Regions from separate parts of the Mus musculus genome. Here all the other regions are linked to region 1. Evidence: chromatin contacts called from public Hi-C and HiChIP or PLAC-seq data. All regions are on one chromosome and are shown on one strand. The core of a region is the stretch at or near the end of the contact, and the rest is flanking DNA. Distances in the headings are between cores, read along the strand shown.

Evidence for each region. Hi-C and Micro-C count contacts between places; a contact is called where the count stands out from the background. HiChIP or PLAC-seq counts read pairs in DNA pulled down with a chosen protein or histone mark.
Region 2: a contact with region 1 is called in a Hi-C map of the G1E-ER4 cell line, with 1.9 times the contacts expected there. The contact joins the promoter of Cxcl2 here to the enhancer-like site in region 1. A contact is called at or near these places in 27 of 39 promoter capture datasets (the 3T3-L1 cell line, 3T3-L1-derived adipocytes, the C10 cell line and 18 more), 3 of 15 datasets of contacts at CTCF or cohesin (the NIH/3T3 cell line, large pre-B cells and pro-B cells), 99 of 484 Hi-C or Micro-C datasets (the 3T3-L1 cell line, the AML12 cell line, B cells and 62 more), 11 of 115 datasets of contacts at active chromatin or transcription factors (the NIH/3T3 cell line, astrocytes, bone marrow-derived dendritic cells and 8 more) and 4 of 9 other capture datasets (adipose tissue, liver, macrophages and 1 more).
Region 3: an H3K4me3 HiChIP or PLAC-seq map of bone marrow-derived macrophages shows a contact between it and region 1, with 4 times the contacts expected there. The contact joins two enhancer-like sites. A contact is called at or near these places in 16 of 39 promoter capture datasets (the 3T3-L1 cell line, 3T3-L1-derived adipocytes, the C10 cell line and 13 more), 1 of 15 datasets of contacts at CTCF or cohesin (the NIH/3T3 cell line), 4 of 484 Hi-C or Micro-C datasets (the C2C12 cell line, the C3H10T1/2 cell line, colorectal tumor organoids and 1 more), 5 of 115 datasets of contacts at active chromatin or transcription factors (the NIH/3T3 cell line, bone marrow-derived macrophages, embryonic basal ganglia and 2 more) and 4 of 9 other capture datasets (adipose tissue, liver, macrophages and 1 more).
Region 4: a contact with region 1 is called in a Hi-C map of bone marrow-derived macrophages, with 4 times the contacts expected there. The contact joins two enhancer-like sites. A contact is called at or near these places in 1 of 15 datasets of contacts at CTCF or cohesin (the NIH/3T3 cell line), 19 of 484 Hi-C or Micro-C datasets (the 3T3-L1 cell line, the AML12 cell line, the C2C12 cell line and 15 more), 1 of 115 datasets of contacts at active chromatin or transcription factors (pancreatic cancer cells) and 3 of 9 other capture datasets (adipose tissue, liver and pancreatic islet).

Annotation. Positions count from the first base shown.
Region 1 is chr5:90,602,225-90,605,309 of GRCm38.p6, reverse strand. It overlaps Rassf6 (Ras association (RalGDS/AF-6) domain family member 6), which reads left to right. Exons shown (of 11, transcript NM_028478.3): 9 at 946-1,064; 10 at 1,170-1,267; 11 at 1,362-2,234. The coding sequence ends at 1,437. Among named protein-coding and RNA genes, the nearest start is that of Gm42109, 19 kb to the right of the region's middle. Within about 2 kb of position 1,534, at least 32 of the 459 cell types and tissues checked have an H3K27ac peak or open chromatin away from gene starts, as enhancers often do. A contact at or near this core is called in the G1E-ER4 cell line, bone marrow-derived macrophages, colorectal tumor organoids and 1 more, where this site is marked.
Region 2 is chr5:90,902,444-90,905,528 of GRCm38.p6, reverse strand. It overlaps Cxcl2 (chemokine (C-X-C motif) ligand 2), which reads right to left and starts at 1,630. Exons shown (of 4, transcript NM_009140.2): 1 at 1,506-1,630; 2 at 1,290-1,413; 3 at 1,089-1,172; 4 at 1-340. The coding sequence starts at 1,584. The coding sequence ends at 325.
Region 3 is chr5:90,879,815-90,882,899 of GRCm38.p6, reverse strand. No RefSeq gene overlaps it. Among named protein-coding and RNA genes, the nearest start is that of Cxcl1, 9.9 kb to the left of the region's middle. Within about 2 kb of position 1,664, at least 86 of the 459 cell types and tissues checked have an H3K27ac peak or open chromatin away from gene starts, as enhancers often do. A contact at or near this core is called in bone marrow-derived macrophages and colorectal tumor organoids, where this site is marked.
Region 4 is chr5:90,860,600-90,863,684 of GRCm38.p6, reverse strand. No RefSeq gene overlaps it. Among named protein-coding and RNA genes, the nearest start is that of Cxcl1, 29 kb to the left of the region's middle. Within about 2 kb of position 1,589, at least 8 of the 459 cell types and tissues checked have an H3K27ac peak or open chromatin away from gene starts, as enhancers often do. A contact at or near this core is called in bone marrow-derived macrophages, where this site is marked.

The sequences.
Region 1 (3,085 bases), core at 285-2,784:
CAAAAGGAGTTGAGAACAACTATCAAATAGAATTACAGTAGCTGAACTTGGAAATAAGTGTTTGTTGAATCAATGCATGAACAAATGTGAATGAATGAATGAATGAATGAATGAATGAATGAAGCCATGTAGCTCCCTCAGTAGGACCAGAGCTTTGTCTAAATAACTGAAATTAAGGTCAACTTATTTGAACTAGTAAAGTCAGACCCTATATTGAGAGGAAGAAGTTCATTTGGAGTTTATGTAAAGGTTTTTCTTTTTAATTTCAATGGATACAAATGTTTTCTTATCTAAAATGTAAGGTTACTGTTAGCCAGTGTCAAACATAGTCCAAGAATATTGAATGAATGTTTCCAGAAATAACAATTCATAAGCTTTAAAATGTGTACCATCAGCTAGTGATGAACGCTTGTTCTGTTCTTCACTGCCGCTTCTGGGATGATTTATCCACACGTAGATCCAACCTGCCCATTAGTCACTTAGTATCGGCTTAGTTAGCAGGTCCACCATGGAGGCTCCATAGTGTTAGTCTTCAGGTAATACTTCAGCAGGGGATGTAAATGCTCTCAAAGAAGTATAAAAGCAATAGCGCTGACAGTTTTATTAAATTATATTGTGGTTGCTCTATCTTGTTACTAGTGATGCTTACCTCTTACTCTGACTAATTTATAAATTAAACTTGATTATAGATATGTATGTATATGTATGTATAGGACAGATAGATGAACATATGGCATTATATACCATTAGAGTGTCACATGTTCCTTGGGGTCTGGGAATGTATTCACCATGGGTAATGGGGCATGGCTCTCCTTTTTGCAGGATGGGAGTTCTTGGACTCTATTGCCTCTAAAACAAGTCAAGGGAAGACCAAAAGACAAAATTGCCTTCTTTTCTTTGTCTAGGATTAACATTTACTGTGGTCCATTCCTTATACATTTGCAGAGCAGAGAAAGCTAAAGAAGACCGATGTCCCACTGCTGCAGAGGTTACTACAAGGACCATCCAAAAGCAATGCTCGGATCTTCCTCATGGATAAAGATGCAGAAGAAATCAGCAGAGATGTATGGGCGCCCGTGGTCTCTGCATGTTTGCGTTTGCGTTTGCGCTTGCGCGTCTCCCACTGACAGGGTGCTTCTTAACCTAAAACCTCCTGTTTTCCTTTCCAGGTGGCTCCGTACATTAATTTTCACTTTTCTTTCTTGGAATCCATCCTTCAAAGATTAGATGAAGAAGAGAAAATGGAGATTGAGAGAATTATGGCAAAGTGAGTCCAGAGTGGACCCCTGGATATTTCGTCCTTCCGTAGGTTTCATGCCCTCCCGGTACCCAGTTTTTTATATTCTTGCTCTCCTTTCCAGATTCAATACCGAAAGGGCCTTTATCCTGAAGTGTCTACAGAGTAAACAGGCAGCTAAAACGGAGACCACAGTCTAGAAGCCCTGCTCAGCGGAGTTAGAGGGAGCACTGCAGAATCCGTGTGTGGTCTGCTCTGCATCCTAATATGCATGGCTCTGAAGCTTTGGACGAACGAATGCCGAGCAGCCTGCTTCCTCTTTGAAATGCAGAGGTTGGCTGCGGTTCAGAGTTGGACTAAGGCAAGATGGGACTTCATTTCAGTAACTGAAGGGAAGCCTGCACACTGCCCATTCCAAATGTCCTCGATAGCAAGTTCTCGGGTGAGCTCAGACTCAAGTGGACTCTGCTCTTATCACCTGGTTTAAGCTTGTTTTATCTTGCGCTCTTAAAAGAGCCGAGATACTTGATGACTCATAAATGACGGGAAGTAAACATTTCCAGTTCCTGATGTCAACAAGAAACACATTCTCAAGCCATCAGCGATCTGAACTGACCCTGTTTCACAGCTGTGTAAACATCTGAGCATTTTCATAAGATTTAGGAATAGATCTACAAGGGCTGATGATTTTAAACTCTGAAGTATCAGAGTACCCGACCTTTTAAAATAAAGTGGTTTTGGATTTTTGTAAAGAAACCTAAACTCGAGGCTGGAGTGATGGCTACGTGGTTAAGAGCATTGACTACGCTTCCAGAAATCCCCAGTTCAGTTCCCAGCATCTACAGGGCAACTGGCAATTATCTGCAACCCCCGTCCTAGAGGATCTGGTACCCACCTATGTGGGCATTGCAAGCACGGGGCACACAGACACAGAGGGAGGCAAAACAGCTATATATGTTATAAATAAACAAATATTATTAAAAAAAACCTAAACTCTGATTGTTCATGCCCTTCATTTGTCCCCACACCCTTCTGTGCAACTAACTGATAACATCCAAGCTGTTTTAAATGTCTTTAAAAAGGGATTATAGTCATTATCTTTCTTTACCCTTGTAAACAAATATATACCACAAACATAAAGTATACTGTGTTTGCTAGGAGAGGACTTACCGCAAATGCATCTTACCGCAAATGTGTCACTGTTGCAGAAGATTCCTGCAGATAAAGCCATGCTACTATAGCTGAGCCAGGCAGGACATCACAGCATCCTTGCTGTTGTATAAGACCCTCTTCAGGGTCTCACAGGTCTGCTAATCCCACCTGGAAAAGCAAAAATACTATGGGGTTTTATTTGTAAACTTATATCAACAAGGAGGTTTAATCAATATTCTTCTATCCCCAAATGACTTCCATTTGAATTTCGTCTGACATTGTTCAGTCGGGTTACCTGTACTACGGTGAGGTTGTATTATCAACATTAAATTGTGGAACAGTTCTAACAGTGAGTTAATCATGGTCAGCATCGCCAGAACTCGGAGTCGGAATCTGGCTGACAGGATAGCAACAGTGTGGCCTTTGTGTCCAGGGAAGCCTACCTCACTGGTTGAAATGAAATCTTACATTTCTAATGTTTTGCCTATTGATCAAGAAAGGAATGGTTTCATCTCACTAAGAATGGACCAAAAGATCGTAATATATTGGAAAACCTACCCAGGTATGATGGCATATCCTTGAAATCTTACCCTCAGGAGGTGAAGGAAGGAATATTTCTATAAATCCAGGCCAGTGCAGACTGCTTAGTAAGCTCCAAGCCAACCTGTGCCTTAAATAAGGCCCTATCTCAAAATG
Region 2 (3,085 bases), core at 381-2,880, 300 kb before region 1:
AATTTATCACCTTCCAACTATATAAGTTAAATAACTTTAATTGAACACATTAAACATTATTAAAATAAACTTTAACATATTAAAATGACCTTTTAAGATATTACAGTGAATTAGCGAATGCATATCTTTAAATATCAAAATAAACATAACAACATCTGGGCAATGGAATTAATAAATAAATAAATACATAGATAAATAAATAAGTGAACTCTCAGACAGCGAGGCACATCAGGTACGATCCAGGCTTCCCGGGTGCTGTTTGTTTTTTTCTTTCTCTTTGGTTCTTCCGTTGAGGGACAGCAGCCCAGGCTCCTCCTTTCCAGGTCAGTTAGCCTTGCCTCTGTGATGAGAAAATGGTTGCTGTTAGTGGGTATCTTAAAGGCGGGTTGCAGAGCCCCCTTCTTTTGACTTCATCCTGGACCTTGGTTTACTCTCCAAACGAAACCATCTCTAGCCTCCACAAGGGACCTGCTACCTATTGCTGGACTTTCCAGCAATAAACACTCTGGGCGCTTTGAAACTAGAATAGTAGAGCTGGCGTTACAATTGTACCAGCTTGAACCTTTCCAAATGATGTTAAGAGTAAAAATGTCAAGGCATGACTTCGCGTACGTTGTAAACAAGAACAATACCTATTGCTTTTTCACTGAACTCAGTCAGGATAAGAGCGAGAGCCTACACCTGAATTTCAAGCCTCTCACTGGAAACCCCAGCTCTTCTTCATCGGGAAGCCTTAGAGGCTCACCTTGACCAAAACCAAGAGTTAGACTTTACAGCCCACAGACATGGAAAGGGCAGGGGTAAAGTATTGAATCTTAATAGATAACAGGCTTTACACCAGCGCTAGTTGGTTCTATCTACTTAATTCTTAGGGACACACAGCGACCATCCATTAAGGAAGGACTTTTACGTGTGTAGATGAAAGGAGCTAGTCGTACCCTTCTATCAATTCAAACTGATGCTCACAGGACAAAGTTAACAATGAAAATAATAATTCAGGTTCCTGAACTGAAGTTAACCTTGATTTTCCCTGCTATAATTTTCAGAAATCGGGTGCCAGTCAGGTGTAAGCACAAATCGCGACTCACTTGTTCAGTATCTTTTGGATGATTTTCTGAACCAGGGGGGCTTCAGGGTCAAGGCAAACTTTTTGACCGCCCTTGAGAGTGGCTCTGCAGAGAGATGTGGGGATCATTATAAGGCACGAGGTTTCTTTAGGGTGAGCATGGGGCGGCAGGAGGGTCTGGGCAACTCTGGCCATGGCAGAGGCTATCCAGGGAGACACTCACATGACTTCTGTCTGGGCGCAGTGGGGTCCTGGGGGCGTCACACTCAAGCTCTGGATGTTCTTGAAGTCAACCCTTGGCAGGGTCTTCAGGCATTGACAGCGCAGTTCACTGGCCACAACAGCCCCTGTAGGAGAAGACACTGGGTCAGAAGGGCTGGGGATGGCTGCGCCCACCTGAGGCTTCCCCAGAAACATCAGCCTCGAATCCGAATCCCACCTGTAGCCTGGTGGTTGGTGGCCAGCAGCAGCAGCAGGACCAGTGCAGCACTGAGGAGCCGGCAGGTGGGAGGGGCCATGGCGCTAGGCTGAAGTGTGGCTGGAGTCTGGAGTGCCCGAGGAAGCTTGTTGGAGGCACTGAGGCGCAGTCTGGGGCTCTGAGGTCCCGAGAGCTCCTTTTATGCACGATGTCTGGAAAAGCCCGGGGACCAGGGAAATTCCCTGAGCTCAGGGTCCCCTCATCAGGAAGCACAGAGCCCCGCCCCTAAGCTGAGTGGGTTGGGGACACGCGCGCGTGAGCTGCCTGCCTCATTCTACTGCCCTGCCCTTCCACTATGGGACCCTGGGATGTCCTTCCCCAAATCCTCAAAAGGAAGGAAGTGATGTCTGCGCTGAAGTGACCACCTGCTAGAGGACAGTGGTTACTGAGCTATGTCATCAGTGGAGACCTAACAGTTTGGGGAACTTTAGTCATTAGGACTGAAGAAATTAAGGTGTGTGTGTGTTCAAGCGTGAACGCGCGGGGGATGGGGGATTGCTTCTCTATTAGTTACATACTCATAGATAGTACTAGATGAAGATTTATTTACGTCTGCGTAAGTACACCGTTGAAATTTAGTCATCTCAGGCTGTACACAAGAGTGCATTGTTCCTGCGGTGTACTGAGCACGAGTAAATCACATTTTGTGTCATATCCTTCTACCCGACTTGGGGCCGTGGGGGGGGGGGGGGGAGATGTGTCAAAAGCTTAATTCATGTTTAACCTAGGACAAAGTGTTGTAATCTCATATAACTTCCTCTGTGAAATTCTGGAACTTCCGAGGCTCTTCCAGTGTGCTGGTGAGCACCACATCAGCTGTAAGAGATTTTCATGAATTCAAGAAACAGAGACTTGGTGGTCTCTCGGCGGTCTCCAGCTGCAGGAGGCAAGGGCTCTCCTGGGGACAGTCTACTCGCCAGTCAGTGCTGACACCTAGAGGAGGTAGCGCCCTTCACATGTCCGCTTCACAACAAACGTGTACCTGTATCTGTGAAATATTTAGATGCCAGATTTCAATCTCTCTCTCTCTCTCTCTCTCTCTCTCTCTCTCTCTCTCTCTCTCTCTCTCTCTCTCTCTCTCCCTTTGTTATCGAGGCAAATCTAGCCCCCCCCACACACACACTGTATACATCCATTCTTGTCCCAGTGATTTGATTTCTCCACTAGAGGATCATATTGAGCTTTCACTGATTGTGACAAACTATTGTAGCCCTCAGTTCTAGCCTTTGTCTTTCACTAGCTCATTTTTCTCACCCTGGGTTTTATTTCTTGGTCATCTAGAACACAAGTTGTAGATAGTTGTGGGTCTGAGTGCAGCTCTCTGAGAGCCATGTGGTCGTTTTACAGAGAAGCGTGTGAGAGGCAGGAGGATATTCAAAGCTGCCAGAGAGGAAATGCTGTGCCACTAGATACTGGGACATAGACACCCACCTGTGACCAATGTGCTAGCTTCTTATCTTTGAAATGCACCCAAATAACTGTCTCAAAATGTTCAGATGAATAAATGTTAATGTTTCTAAAAACTCACTGTATAAATGCTA
Region 3 (3,085 bases), core at 415-2,914, 280 kb before region 1:
TGTATGTATGTATGTATGTATGTATGTATGTATGTATGTATGTTTGTATGTATGTATGTATCTACCTATCTATCTCTATTCATCTATCTATCATCTTTTTTTTTTTTTTTTTTTTTTTTTGGTTTTTTGAGACAGGGTTTCTCAGTGTAGCCCTGGCTGTCCTGGAACTCACTTTGTAGACCAGGCTGGCCTTGAACTCAGAATTCTGCCTGCCTCTGCCTTCTGAGTGCTGGGATTAAAGGCATGCACCACCACGCCCAGCTATATCATCTATTTTTGTAGCTTAAGACCTTAATGCACTGTTCTCATTTGCCCCAAGACAGTTTCTTTTGTCTGTTGTCAAGCTAGTTTTTTTTATAATGTTAATTATAATTGTTCATATTCTAAGCCATGAGAATTTCAACAAAAGAATTTGCTTCCCAAATTGCTGTTATCAATCATGTAAGAGGTTAATCATGAATCAACAGTCACCAGCTGTTGTCACTTCCTGGGAGAGTATTGTCACAGATCCGGAGAAAGTGGAATCCTGGGAGACACTGATCACAAGTCTCAGCATGTGGTCTCGAAGATCTGATTGAGCTCATGGGACTGAGGTTGAATGGAGTAGAGTGGAAACTGTTTTAATGAAGCTGTGGCCTCGGGCAGAAGTAGAGAGAGCAGAGAGAGCAGAGAGAGAGCAGAGAGAGCAGAGAGAGCGGAGAGAGCAGAGAGAGCGGAGAGAGCAGAGAGAGAGAGCAGAGAGAGCAGAGAGAGCAGAGAGAGCAGAGAGAGCGGAGAGAGCAGAGAGAGAGAGCAGAGAGAGCAGAGAGAGCAGAGAGAGCAGAGAGAGCGGAGAGAGCAGAGAGAGCGGAGAGAGCAGAGAGAGCAGAGAGAGCAGAGAGAGCAGCATTGGAGCAAAGGCTTAGCCGCACTTCCCTCTCTCATGCTTGGACTCAGGAAATGCTACTTCATGGGTTGCAGCTACTTGTCAGGCTCATGACTCAACAAACTGAAATATTGCCAAATGAGATTTTGTTTCAAAATTCAGGCTGCTCACTCATAGCACATATGTTGCTAGATGTGATTAGTTACCTTAAGGTCAGCTCTGCGCTTGTTGTTAGGCAGCTAAGAGAAGCCACAGATGAAGCAGAAGGAGAAACATCATGACCTTGGGCACAGAGGTCAACAGGATGCCAGCAAACGGTCATGCCATTTCCCTTCTTGGTAAAGTCAGGCTCACGAGCACTTTATGCAAATGAAAGATGAAAAATAACTCTGGAAGGCTGCTTCTGAGTGGTAAATGGCAAATACATGTGTGTGTGTGTGTGTGTGTGTGTGTGTGTGTGTGTGTGTATGTGTGTGAGTGTGCATCTAGGTCTAACTTTTGGATGATGTCACCTTATTTTAGAATGTAGCTTTTACCATCCTTTTAGAAGATACAAAGTTTGAGGTACTTGTCATGAATCCTGTGAACAGAGGTGGGTGTCATTTTGAAGAGTGACTTACTTTGCCCAATTCAAGCTCTCACTGGAAAAATAATTCTTGAATAATTATTTAAATTATGAGTACAAACTTCCTCAAGTAAAATGTAGTGACGGCATCTTTAAAAGGCAGTGCTAGAAAAAGCATATACTTAGTAGCCAAGGAAAGAGTCATAACCCCAGGGATACCCTGCGAGTTAGACCTTGGCCAGCGAGCACTTCTTGGCATTTGGTACTGCTAATCTCTAGTCAGGCCAGTTCACTTGTGCTCAGAGCTTATTGCTAAATTGTGGGAAATTTTTAGCCCTTATCAACGGTTGGTAACAAAAGTTTAGTCATAATAAAAATGTTTACACCATAAGTATGCAAATGGTCCACACTGGGGATTTAATTTAATTTTTAACTATTTTCTAAGAGCTGGCCTAGCAACACACTCTTGCTTCTAGCTCCTTATGGCTGATCTCTCCCCCAGCATTCTCTGCTAAGTCTCTTTAGTTGTTTTCCTTCTTTCATTCATGGAGGGATTTTTTTCCCCTCACTTCACCACTGAGGCAGCTGTCACACACTAAAGATGCTTAAGAGTTTGTTCCCATAAAACAGATGCTGGAAATACCATTTTCTCTTTAAACCAAAGTGTTACTATCTAAGAGAAAATGTTGAAAGACAAAGGATTTCTTCCGAAGGATCATTAACAATGTGGTCACCTCTTAATACATGACTTGGGGGCTGGAGAGACGTGATGTTCTCTTTCAAGTAATGATTAATGGACTCCAACTGAGGATTCTCGGTGACCAGTTCTCTGAGTCACCCTCATTGGCAGATGGTTGAAAAGATCGTAAGAGAACAGAGATGTATAATTTAGAAGTGTATGGGAGGAGAAAGTGATTAACCCGACTAATGATCCGTGCTATCGTACCCACAGGGTAAGGCAGAGATGTGTGAAAATCTAGTCCCAGGCTTTAGCACACTATACCATGCAGATAGTATACATGAACTGTTCTAGGCATGAAGCCTATAGACAAATTTCCCATTTCCTGGTGTCCTCTTCTGAGACTTTTACTGTCTGTGTCAGCATGACAACATTTTGTTCCAGGAAAAGTCTTACAAAAACCCCCCACAGTTGTACTTCAGTGCAGACCTTTACTACAGGCCTTGGAAGAAACGTGTGTATGGGTTAGTCAGTGCCGTCAGACAGACAGGTTTGAAGCCTTATCAACTAGGCTCCTTGACATCCACCAAGGTACTGAAGCTCTATCAAAGTCTTCTCGTTGAGTAAATGCCATCGAGCAAAGGCTTAGTTTTTCTTCATTAAAGGTTTCTTTGTTGTTGTTGTTGCTGTTCTTGTTATGATTTTGAAGATGACACATTCCACCATAAGAATAATGAAGATAATACCTTACAAAACTACTTCTTTTCTGTTATAATTACAACCCTGACTTTTCAGACATTTGCCTTGAAAGTCTCTACAATCATAGTGCTGTAGTTTGGATATAGGTCGAATGAGTCTCACAGAAACTCAAGTTGAAAGTTTTACACTCCACCCTTGTGCTGCTGTTGGAAAGTGATAAAGAGTTTTTTATGAGGTGCATACTGGAACAATGGCTTTAGGTCATTGTGGATTTGGC
Region 4 (3,085 bases), core at 340-2,839, 260 kb before region 1:
CCCTTGTTACCCCCTGAGCTGTTTAACTGAAAACCATCTCAGAGAAGGCTATATCTCCTCCATCCACACCACTGAGGCTCTGTGTAACCTATCTACCTTTCTGAGCTTTGTTCTGTGCAGTCCAGGGAGGGGGGGGCACAATGGTGCCTGGATACCCAGAGAGCAGAAGCAGACCTGGCTGGCACTACCCCCAGCAACTATAAACTGCCATTAACATCTCAGCCAGGAGCTCATTTCAGGTGAGGCCCTTCTCCATCCATGCTGGACTGTTGTCTGGCTTGATCTTCTGCAGGTCTTGTGCAGGGAAGCACAGCTGTTGTGAGTTCACAAATACAATGGCTTTGTCTCTACATCACTATCCTGCAACAGTCCTCCCAGACTTCTGGCTGTTACAATGTTTCCTGAGTCTTGTGGGGAATGGGGTGACATAGGTGCTCATGGCTTGGCCCTCCACAATCATTTTTTCTCTGAACATTGACTAGTTGTGAGTCTCTGTGTTACCATAAGAAGCTCCTAATGGATGCTGAGAGCTTCACTAGTCTATGTATGTAGAGAAACATATTAAGAAGGGAATTTGATGTTAGGTCCATTTAGCAATACAGCATAGACTCTTGGCCAGGTTTACAGTGCCAGATATAAGTTCTCTCCTTTAAGGCACAGTCGGTAAAGGTTATCAGAAAGCTGACAGTTGCCCTTACAAGTACAAGCCATTACTTCACCAATTGGCATATTTTTCCAGGTCAGTCACACTGTAGCTGGTAGGAATCATAGATAAACAAGAATCTTGCTGGCCTCTCCCCCTGACCCCAACAGCCTGTGTATCACCTTCCAGCACTGAGAAAGCTAGCTAGAAAGGCAGATGCTTTTAGGTCAGTATTGGCTTGATGGTTTCTTGTTTTTTGTTTTTTGTTTTTTGTTTTTTTTTTTCATTTTCTGTGACCAGTGTGTGTCATGTACAGACTACTTCTAGGCAATATCATAAAACCACAAATCTGGAACACTGTGTAGTACAAAACTGCAGTCATATACAAGCATGCCTTCCCATGCAATAAAGCAAATGCAAGAAATAAGCTCTGAAGCTAACGGCAGCCTCTGCTCCCACCCACCTCTTCCCAATCTGAAGTTTCGCATGCAGCTTTAATGGGAGATTTATGATATTGTATTGTGTATACAATTACATTCCATTGTACATTTCCTGTGAATTCATACTTTCAATGGAAGAAATTCACCCTTATTTTCAAAAGCAGGTGACTCATGATACATTTCACTTATTAAATAAAGGTGCAAAATTGTTCTCTCTCTATAGTTAAGCATATCCCAACCACATCAAACCCCAACTAACAATCATACTTAGATTTTTAAACACAAGAAAGTATGGTGGGCTTAGGCCCATTCCTGATGACCTTAAAGGCTCTCAGTGATATTAAAGTTGATCCCTTTAATCTGGGATACAGAAAAAAAGTGCTGTCTGGCTCCATTGCAGATTGAGAAATTGGAAAAGGAAGGACAAGGGATTGCTCAATCCAATGAGCAGAACTGTAAAAAGGAATCAAAGATCTCTGATTCATTGTCTGGTCTTTTCTAGAGGTAGACCGCACTGCAGTGTTTAACTCACAGTCGGATGCTGTAAACACAACTAACCACAGGACATGCAGCGATTTGAGGAAGCATAAATATAAAGTGCATCCTCTCGAGCAAGTGCTAAGCATGTCCCAGACTTGTGGTGGCCTCTTAACATTGTTATAACATGTGCATTAGGAAAGGGCCACCGGGAACAGCACTGATACCATCTTGAAGGTAAACGAAAACTGATGTTTTGGGGTAACTGGCTATTTCCAAAGAGAGAAGAAAACAAAGAACTAAAGAAACGCAAAGCAAATTAAAATAAAAGGAGAAAACAAGTCTCTAAAGACGTAAGATACTTTTTGATAAAGCCTGTCATTACAGTTTTTATTCTGCGAAGTCAGAACCCTGTCAAGGACTTGGGTCCTTGTAGCTGATTGTTGGGGGCATCCAGAGCATTAATGTGAGGCATGGGAGAGGTCAAACAATGAGAACTATTAGTATGATACGTAATTAGTGTTAGTCAGTGACGTGCGTGTGTCTTAAGAATGGCCATAATGGGTAACATCATTTCCATGCCCTTGGGATTACTAAGGGTCACACCATGCCTCCAAATCTCATGCAGGGTCTGGGGCCATCCATCCTTTTGCCAAGTTTATGAGGTTTCAAGGGGTATTAACTTTCATCCTTTCCTGTATATCTTGCACACGAGTTAAGTAGACCTTAGTGCCTTGGGGAGATTGACACAGAGTGTAGAAACATGCTTATTGTTTGATGGGCAAGAACCCATGTGGCATGAACCTGAGGTTGGCTACAGCTCTTCATTATAGCTATGATGGAGATTAAGCATAAATTGGGGTGTGGAACCAAAAAAAATAGCAGTAAGTGAGTAATCACAGTTCCCACTCGCCTTCACTGGGTATCTAATCTAACCTGCATTTGCTTGACCACTGAATCTACTGAAACAAGCTATTGCTACTACTGATGAACCCCTGAACCTCCATCAATACTGTGTCTCTCTGTCCTTAGTACCTATGCTATAGTTTCATTATCTTGGGTTAGAAGTTGAGCTGATTTAATTTGCTCAACTAGCAGAACATTTTAGACTTTCAACTTTGCATCATTTGAGCATCGAGCTACCTTGCACCTGTCTGCACAGAGTAACTGAAAAGTGTCCACTTGCTATTTTCAAAAAATAGTACAGCAGCATTTGAAGACCCAGAAAGCTCCAGTGTTCCATCATGTGCAATGTCAGTTAGGGTCTAAGATGTTAGCTTGTAGAGTGACTCCTTTATTTTTATGCTGGTCTAGCAGCACTAGGGGGTGGGGATCAAGGTCACCAGCAGCAGTTGTTGCTTTATGGACAGTAGAATACTTCTTCTGTGCCCTAGTGCTAGTGCTTATGTTCTTCTGACTAGAACCAGGACATCTGAATAGCCGTCACTGGGCAATACGAGTTCTGTAAGCACAAAGCCGGCACCTATCCTTATCATATTCCCACATGCCTAAACCAATCCTACCT